2 separate regions of the Mus musculus genome follow, and region 2 is linked to region 1. The links are chromatin contacts, called in public Hi-C maps. All regions are on one chromosome and are shown on one strand. Each heading gives the region's core, a stretch centred on a gene start, on an enhancer-like site or on the middle of the called end of the contact. The rest is flanking DNA. Distances are from core to core; before and after follow the strand shown.

What was found. Hi-C and Micro-C count contacts between places; a contact is called where the count stands out from the background.
Region 2: a contact with region 1 is called in a Hi-C map of pre-megakaryocyte-erythroid progenitors, with 3 times the contacts expected there. The contact joins two enhancer-like sites. A contact is called at or near these places in 14 of 39 promoter capture datasets (the 3T3-L1 cell line, 3T3-L1-derived adipocytes, the C10 cell line and 9 more), 3 of 15 datasets of contacts at CTCF or cohesin (CD8 T cells, large pre-B cells and pro-B cells), 67 of 484 Hi-C or Micro-C datasets (the AtT-20 cell line, B cells, the Ba/F3 cell line and 48 more), 5 of 115 datasets of contacts at active chromatin or transcription factors (bone marrow-derived macrophages, embryonic stem cells, large pre-B cells and 1 more) and 2 of 9 other capture datasets (embryonic stem cells and embryonic tail).

What each region holds. Positions count from the first base shown.
Region 1 is chr12:117,808,874-117,811,802 of GRCm38.p6, forward strand. No RefSeq gene overlaps it. Among named protein-coding and RNA genes, the nearest start is that of Cdca7l, 34 kb to the right of the region's middle. Within about 2 kb of position 1,473, at least 28 of the 459 cell types and tissues checked have an H3K27ac peak or open chromatin away from gene starts, as enhancers often do. A contact at or near this core is called in pre-megakaryocyte-erythroid progenitors, where this site is marked.
Region 2 is chr12:117,978,978-117,981,906 of GRCm38.p6, forward strand. All of the region lies in intron 57 of Dnah11 (dynein, axonemal, heavy chain 11), which reads right to left. Among named protein-coding and RNA genes, the nearest start is that of Cdca7l, 140 kb to the left of the region's middle. Within about 2 kb of position 1,569, at least 1 of the 459 cell types and tissues checked has an H3K27ac peak or open chromatin away from gene starts, as enhancers often do. A contact at or near this core is called in pre-megakaryocyte-erythroid progenitors, where this site is marked.

The DNA.
Region 1 (2,929 bases), core at 223-2,722:
TGTCACATAGCTTCCATGGCGCACCAGGCATGTGGTGGGCTTGTAAACTTATTTCTGAAGATGTTGAAAGGATTATCCTCGCTCATAAAAATGAGAAATTTGCTTAACTGCCTTAGAAGATTTAAGGCTGCCCCCTTGTTTTTTTTTTTTTTTTTTTTTTTTTTTTGGAAAGGCTTATTTGAATTACAAAGTAGGGTTGTGGGAGTGAGGAAGAAAAGTAGAAGCCAGCCCCCCCCACACACACACCGCCCCCAGCCCCTCCTCATCCCCCTTTCCCCCATGCTACCATCCTCTGCCCTCTTTAGAAAAGAGAAGGACCTGATGCCTGTCAAAGTTACAGAATGGAAGCTATAACTTCCATGCTATCCTGCAAGCTGGAACAAAAATCCCTGGTAAAAAGCACTGTTCACAATGGCAGAGGGAAATGGACTCAGGCCTTCTAAGGCTGAGTGTTCACTCCATCTCAGTAGGAGATCCCATTCTTGATACTTTGCCAGGCAGGAGACACTCCAGCCACCCCCAAACCTCCCCACACCCCTCTTGTAGTCTACACACAGCCTTGGTGATCAGCAACATCTTCTGTTGTTTTCATGGAAAGGATGTGTTGACATGAACTCCCTAGCTGTGAATGTAAACACGATGCTGACAGCCAGGCATGCAGTTGGGTTAGCGGGTACCTCCACTTACCGGGGGCAGATGTTTAACCTTGACGTGAATAGCAATTAAGCAGAACCTCAGAAACCAAGGCCTCCCCGGGAACCAATTAATAATTTGGTGGGGAAGATGTTATATGCAAATTTCTCCCACAAACCACTTCAGAATGACACGTCTACCCTCCACCCAGTGGACTGAGCTGGAGAGTCATTTGTAACAAAGCCCTGTGGTGCGGGTGTGAACAAATTGTAATTAGGCAAATTAAGTGAGTGTTGCATGTACATCAATTAATTTCTGGTCACAAGCTACACAGCAATTGCCACCACCTTTGTTGTATGTGGAGGCTTGACAGCAGTGTTTGCCCACGCCTCCTCATTCCTGCTCCTTCTGAGTGCCCCCCTCCCCAAGCCGGCGCTGAAGCCTCTGCCCCACACTTAATTCTCCTCACCCATCCCAGTTTATTTACTTTGTAACCACTGTGTATCAATACACACACTCTCCAAGCAGCCTCCCGACTTTTACAAAGAAAAATTCCCTTGGCTGCCTTCAAATGGTGTGTCTAAGCCTGTGGAGCTGGAGTAGATAGCTCTTTCCCCGGCACAACACTGATCATCTATTTCCTCTCCCACTGAGGCAAAGAACATAAAATAAGGCTGTGTGAAAGGATGCCAGGCACAAGTTGCGTCTTCCCCACAGAGCGAATTGTTTGGGCAAAGGCATATGATTCAATATAATTGTCCCAAGTGAGGTCCCCCCACTGTGGGTTTCTGCCGGTCTGAGTCATCCCACTATGAAAACGGCCCCACAGGAAAGGCAGTTACGTAATCGTAATCGGCTGTCAGGCAAGCACGCAGCATTTAACCCCTCCACGCTGTCACCGTGCCCCTCAGAACTGTCTAAATGGGCACACTAAAATGTTATGGAGAAAAGCAAAATCATTTCTTTACTGTGTAGGGGCCTCGACAGGAAGAGAATGAATAAAAGCACATTTTAGGCCTCCACTGTAATTTACCACAAATGCCTTTTTCATCCGGGTCCTGGCGTTCAACCTTCAGCCACTCTGTTAGTCCACGTGAGGCTCAGATGCATTTTTTCACTCTAGCAAAACAGACCTGCCTATCAGGAGGTGAAGGGGTTCCAGGCAAGAGAGACAGGTGGGGCTGCAACAGGGAGCTAACTGGGCTGTATGGGAGAGTTAGTATTGTCCCCATTGTCATTCTGGTAGGTCAGCATACAGGGCAGGAGTTCCCCAGAGTCGCAAAGGATGCTGGGAGTGGGAACAGGCCTTGAGAGGGAGTCTGGAGGCTCTTCTATCAGTGGACGGAAGCAAAAGCCCTTAAGGACCAAGATCCAAAGACAACCTTTTCTATGCCCGTGAAGAAGAGAGGATCCTTTTCCAACTAGGGCCCCAGATTCAACACAATGTTCAAGTTTAACTTCAGGATTGTTGTTCATGGCTGATCAGTTTACACAGTCACCTTTTGTGCAGATGTAAGGTATATGCTATGTGGCTGGTTGACTGCGTTGGTGAACCCAGTCCTTCCACGGTGTTGTTATTGCCTTAATTCCTGGAACCTTCTCTGGAATATCCAAACTGAGAGATGCTCAATTCCTTAATGTAAAATGGCACAAGAAGAAATAATGAATAACTCATATACACCTCCATATATATATATATATATATATATATATATATATATATATATATATGTACACACATACACTTCAGGTCATCTCTGGGTTACCAATAATGCCTAATATAATGCAAATGCATTGTGTGTGTGGTCATAATTGAATCATTTAAGAAACGATGACATGGAAAGTCCATACACGTTCAATTCAGACAGTTTTGTCCACAGATATTTTCAGTCTGCTGTAGTTTTTATCTGTAGATAGGGAACCCAAGGGTCTGGAGGATGGACTGACTGATTCATACTACAGGGGTCTTTCCTGTCCCTGCCCTGCTAGGAGTAAATCAAAGAGCACAGTAGATGCAGAGGTAAATGGCCTGGAACTGCAATACAATTTCACTGTTCTTTAAGACTGATTCTCCATGCTCCCCCCTTACTTGAGGGCATGCTATGTTACCTTTTGGAGTGTGCTGTTTCCTGGTTTCCCCTGTGACCTTTAGGCTTATCCTTAGTTCTTCCTCCCTTCTTCCTCCCCTACACACATGCCCAGTAGTGATGACTTAAACACTCCTCCTTTTCTCTTCATATCAAAACTTCTGCGCTCAGTCCCTTCAGGATGTCTGACTGCAAAGAGGGGTATCATG
Region 2 (2,929 bases), core at 319-2,818, 170 kb after region 1:
TTCACTCAGCAGTCTTGCTGGCCTTTCCCTTAAGAACATAGGTAAGAACTATGGAACTGGCTCAGTACAGTGCTTTCTGTGAAGCCCTGAGTTTGATCCTCAGAACATACACAGCCAAACAGGGTGGCATGTGCTTGTAATCCCATCATTTGGGAGGTGGAAGCATGAGTCCTGTGGTTTACCTGCCAGCCAGGCTAGCTGAACCAGTGAGCTCGAAACCAGTGTGAAATTCTGTTTCAAAGTCTAAGGTATTAACTCTTAAGATATGACACATGAGGATGGTCTCTGGCCTCTAACACACATGTATGTTCACACTAGTACACAGGCATTCATTTGAACACATATAAATGTATGTAACATATAAACACACACACACACACACACACAAAACATGCATGAAACTCTTCTGTTCAGAACAGAAGATCTTTTGTTCTGTGGTCATGGCTTGCATGCATAACCACAGACAGAATTTTTATTAAAAAGATGGACTACTAAGAAAACATTGGTGCTTCCAAGTGTTTCTCAGGTAATAAATAACCCAACACCTACCTGTTTGTCCTCTTGACAGGGCTTTGTATAAACCTCCTTACATAAAGCCACCTTATCTCCCTATGGAAAGCTGTGCTGGGGAGCTAATCCAGTATTCCAGGCTGGAGTTCTAGCTTCCACCTTGGAGAATGCTATAGAATTTCAGCACCAAGTCTGAGTGAATTTTTATCCCTAGCAGGTTTGAGTTTCAAGCTGTGGCCCTGGGCACCAGGATCAAGTCCTGGTGGGACAGTTCTCAGGGTGATGGTGATTGTGGGATACAAAGTTGGAACAAAAGTGCATTTCTTCAGATGTGTTTGGAATGAACAGGTTCAGCCACACCATCAAATTAAACACGGCTCACAACAAATTATGTTGTCTGCGGCAGCTTCATTAGTAGCAATTAGCCTTCTCCTGATTAACCATTATTTTGCTGTGTACTGTACCTTTTATGAGTATAATTGGTTCAGGGTAGATATGTGATCTCCTGCTAACACACACACAGCCATTACTAACGTAAATAAGAAAACTCTGCATGCTTACTAAGAACTCCTTTAAAAGCACACCCTGAGAATAGGGCCAAAAGTGGATCACGGAGTTCTGAGCACGCTACTGGCAGTGTGTTGGAGAACACTATGACAATGGGAGTGTATGTGATGAGTTAGCATCTCAAGTATATTCACATCACATGAAGACATGAGTTCATCAATGTCCCTTATAACATTTATAATGGCAACATTTAAAATCATTTTTCTTTGGCCTCATCAACTTTTTGGCACTGAGTGAAACTGTGAGGACCTTTCCTTTTAGCTATTGTCCTTTGGACTCCTAGCCTACTCACAGAGTATCCTTACTTTAGCCTACACAGTGTATCCTTACTTTGCAGACAAGGCAATCAACTTGAAAACAATCCCACAAATGAAGAAAGCACTCTATGTTGGTGAGCTCACTTTTCATTCCTAATACTTTTTGCAACAGTATCACCGCCCTGGAAAGATTACAGATCTTAGTGAGTCACCAAGCTGCAGCAGGCGGTTTCCTCTGTTGAATGGCTGCAAGGCAGAGATCAGAAAGACTCAGCCTGGAGAAGGGCAACAGCTGTATGTACTGCCTCTGACGCCTGTTTCCCTCTACCAGGACACTAAACCAGGGAATCAGAGAGAGTCCCATCTCAGGGACACCACACATTTTCTGCTATCTATTAGTCAACGACTCCCTGAAATTTTTCATAAGAATTTATGTTGACTACAGATTCTCCAGAATTTTGTGTTAAAAGCTGACCTGGGGATGTAGCTCAGTTGGCAGAGTACTAGCCCAGTATTCTTGAAAGTCTGGCTTTGATCCTCTGGACTGCATAAACCGAGCATGATGCTTCATAAGTGTAAGCAGGAGGATCAGAAGTTCAAGGTCAACTTCAGCTGCATAGTGAGTACAAGGCCAGCTTAGGAATACATGAGACTCTGTCTAAAAGGGTGGGTGGGTTAAACTGAACTCTAGAATTCTTTTGGAGACAGGACTTACACAGAGGTAAAGAAGTGAAAAAGAGTTAAGATAGCCCTTACTCCAATCTTGCTAATATCCCTAGAGAAGGATTCTTTTCAACACATCAAAGGCCACCCAGACATCAGAATTCACAAAAGAAATGCTCAGACAGGACACAGTTAAATGGCAGCCATTGGCAAGCCAACGAGGGCCTTAGGAGAACCTAACCAGCCAATATCTGGATCCTGATATCAGCTTCCCAAACTTGGAAAAAAAATAGCTTATTGCTTAAGCCTTCAGTCTGGTCCAATAAAAACAACACACTGTTTCCTCATTGCAAGGTTCATGATTGTCAAATATTCCTGATATCCTAGGACAGTGCCCATCACCCCAAAACCAAAACAATGAAATAAATGCAGGTGAACACACACACACACACACACACACACAAAACATACACACACACACTAAATTAATACAATAAACTTACGCTCTACTGACAAAAGGAAAACATAAACATTATTTATACCTTTTGATATATATTGAATATAAAATATTATATTTCTTTTTATGCCTAATAAATCTCAAGAAATAACCTATCAGGTATGTTATAATATGTTAAAATAATTTTCTTCCTTTTTGCTGGTAATTTTACCTTAGGAATTTACATGAAAAAAATGTAGATAAAAAAATCTTTCAAATCCCTGTTAAATTTCAAGATTTCTAAGAGGCATCTATAGTTGTGAGTTAATAATTACTAGTAATCATAATTACTAGACCATCACATATCTGTGTTATACCTTTAATAGGTCTCCTGGGAGGGACTAGTTTCTGGTAATCATACCACCTATGAAACCTGATTGCTTAAGTTCATAATATACTTTTAAAGACATTCTGTACATATTTGAAACCTGGTGGA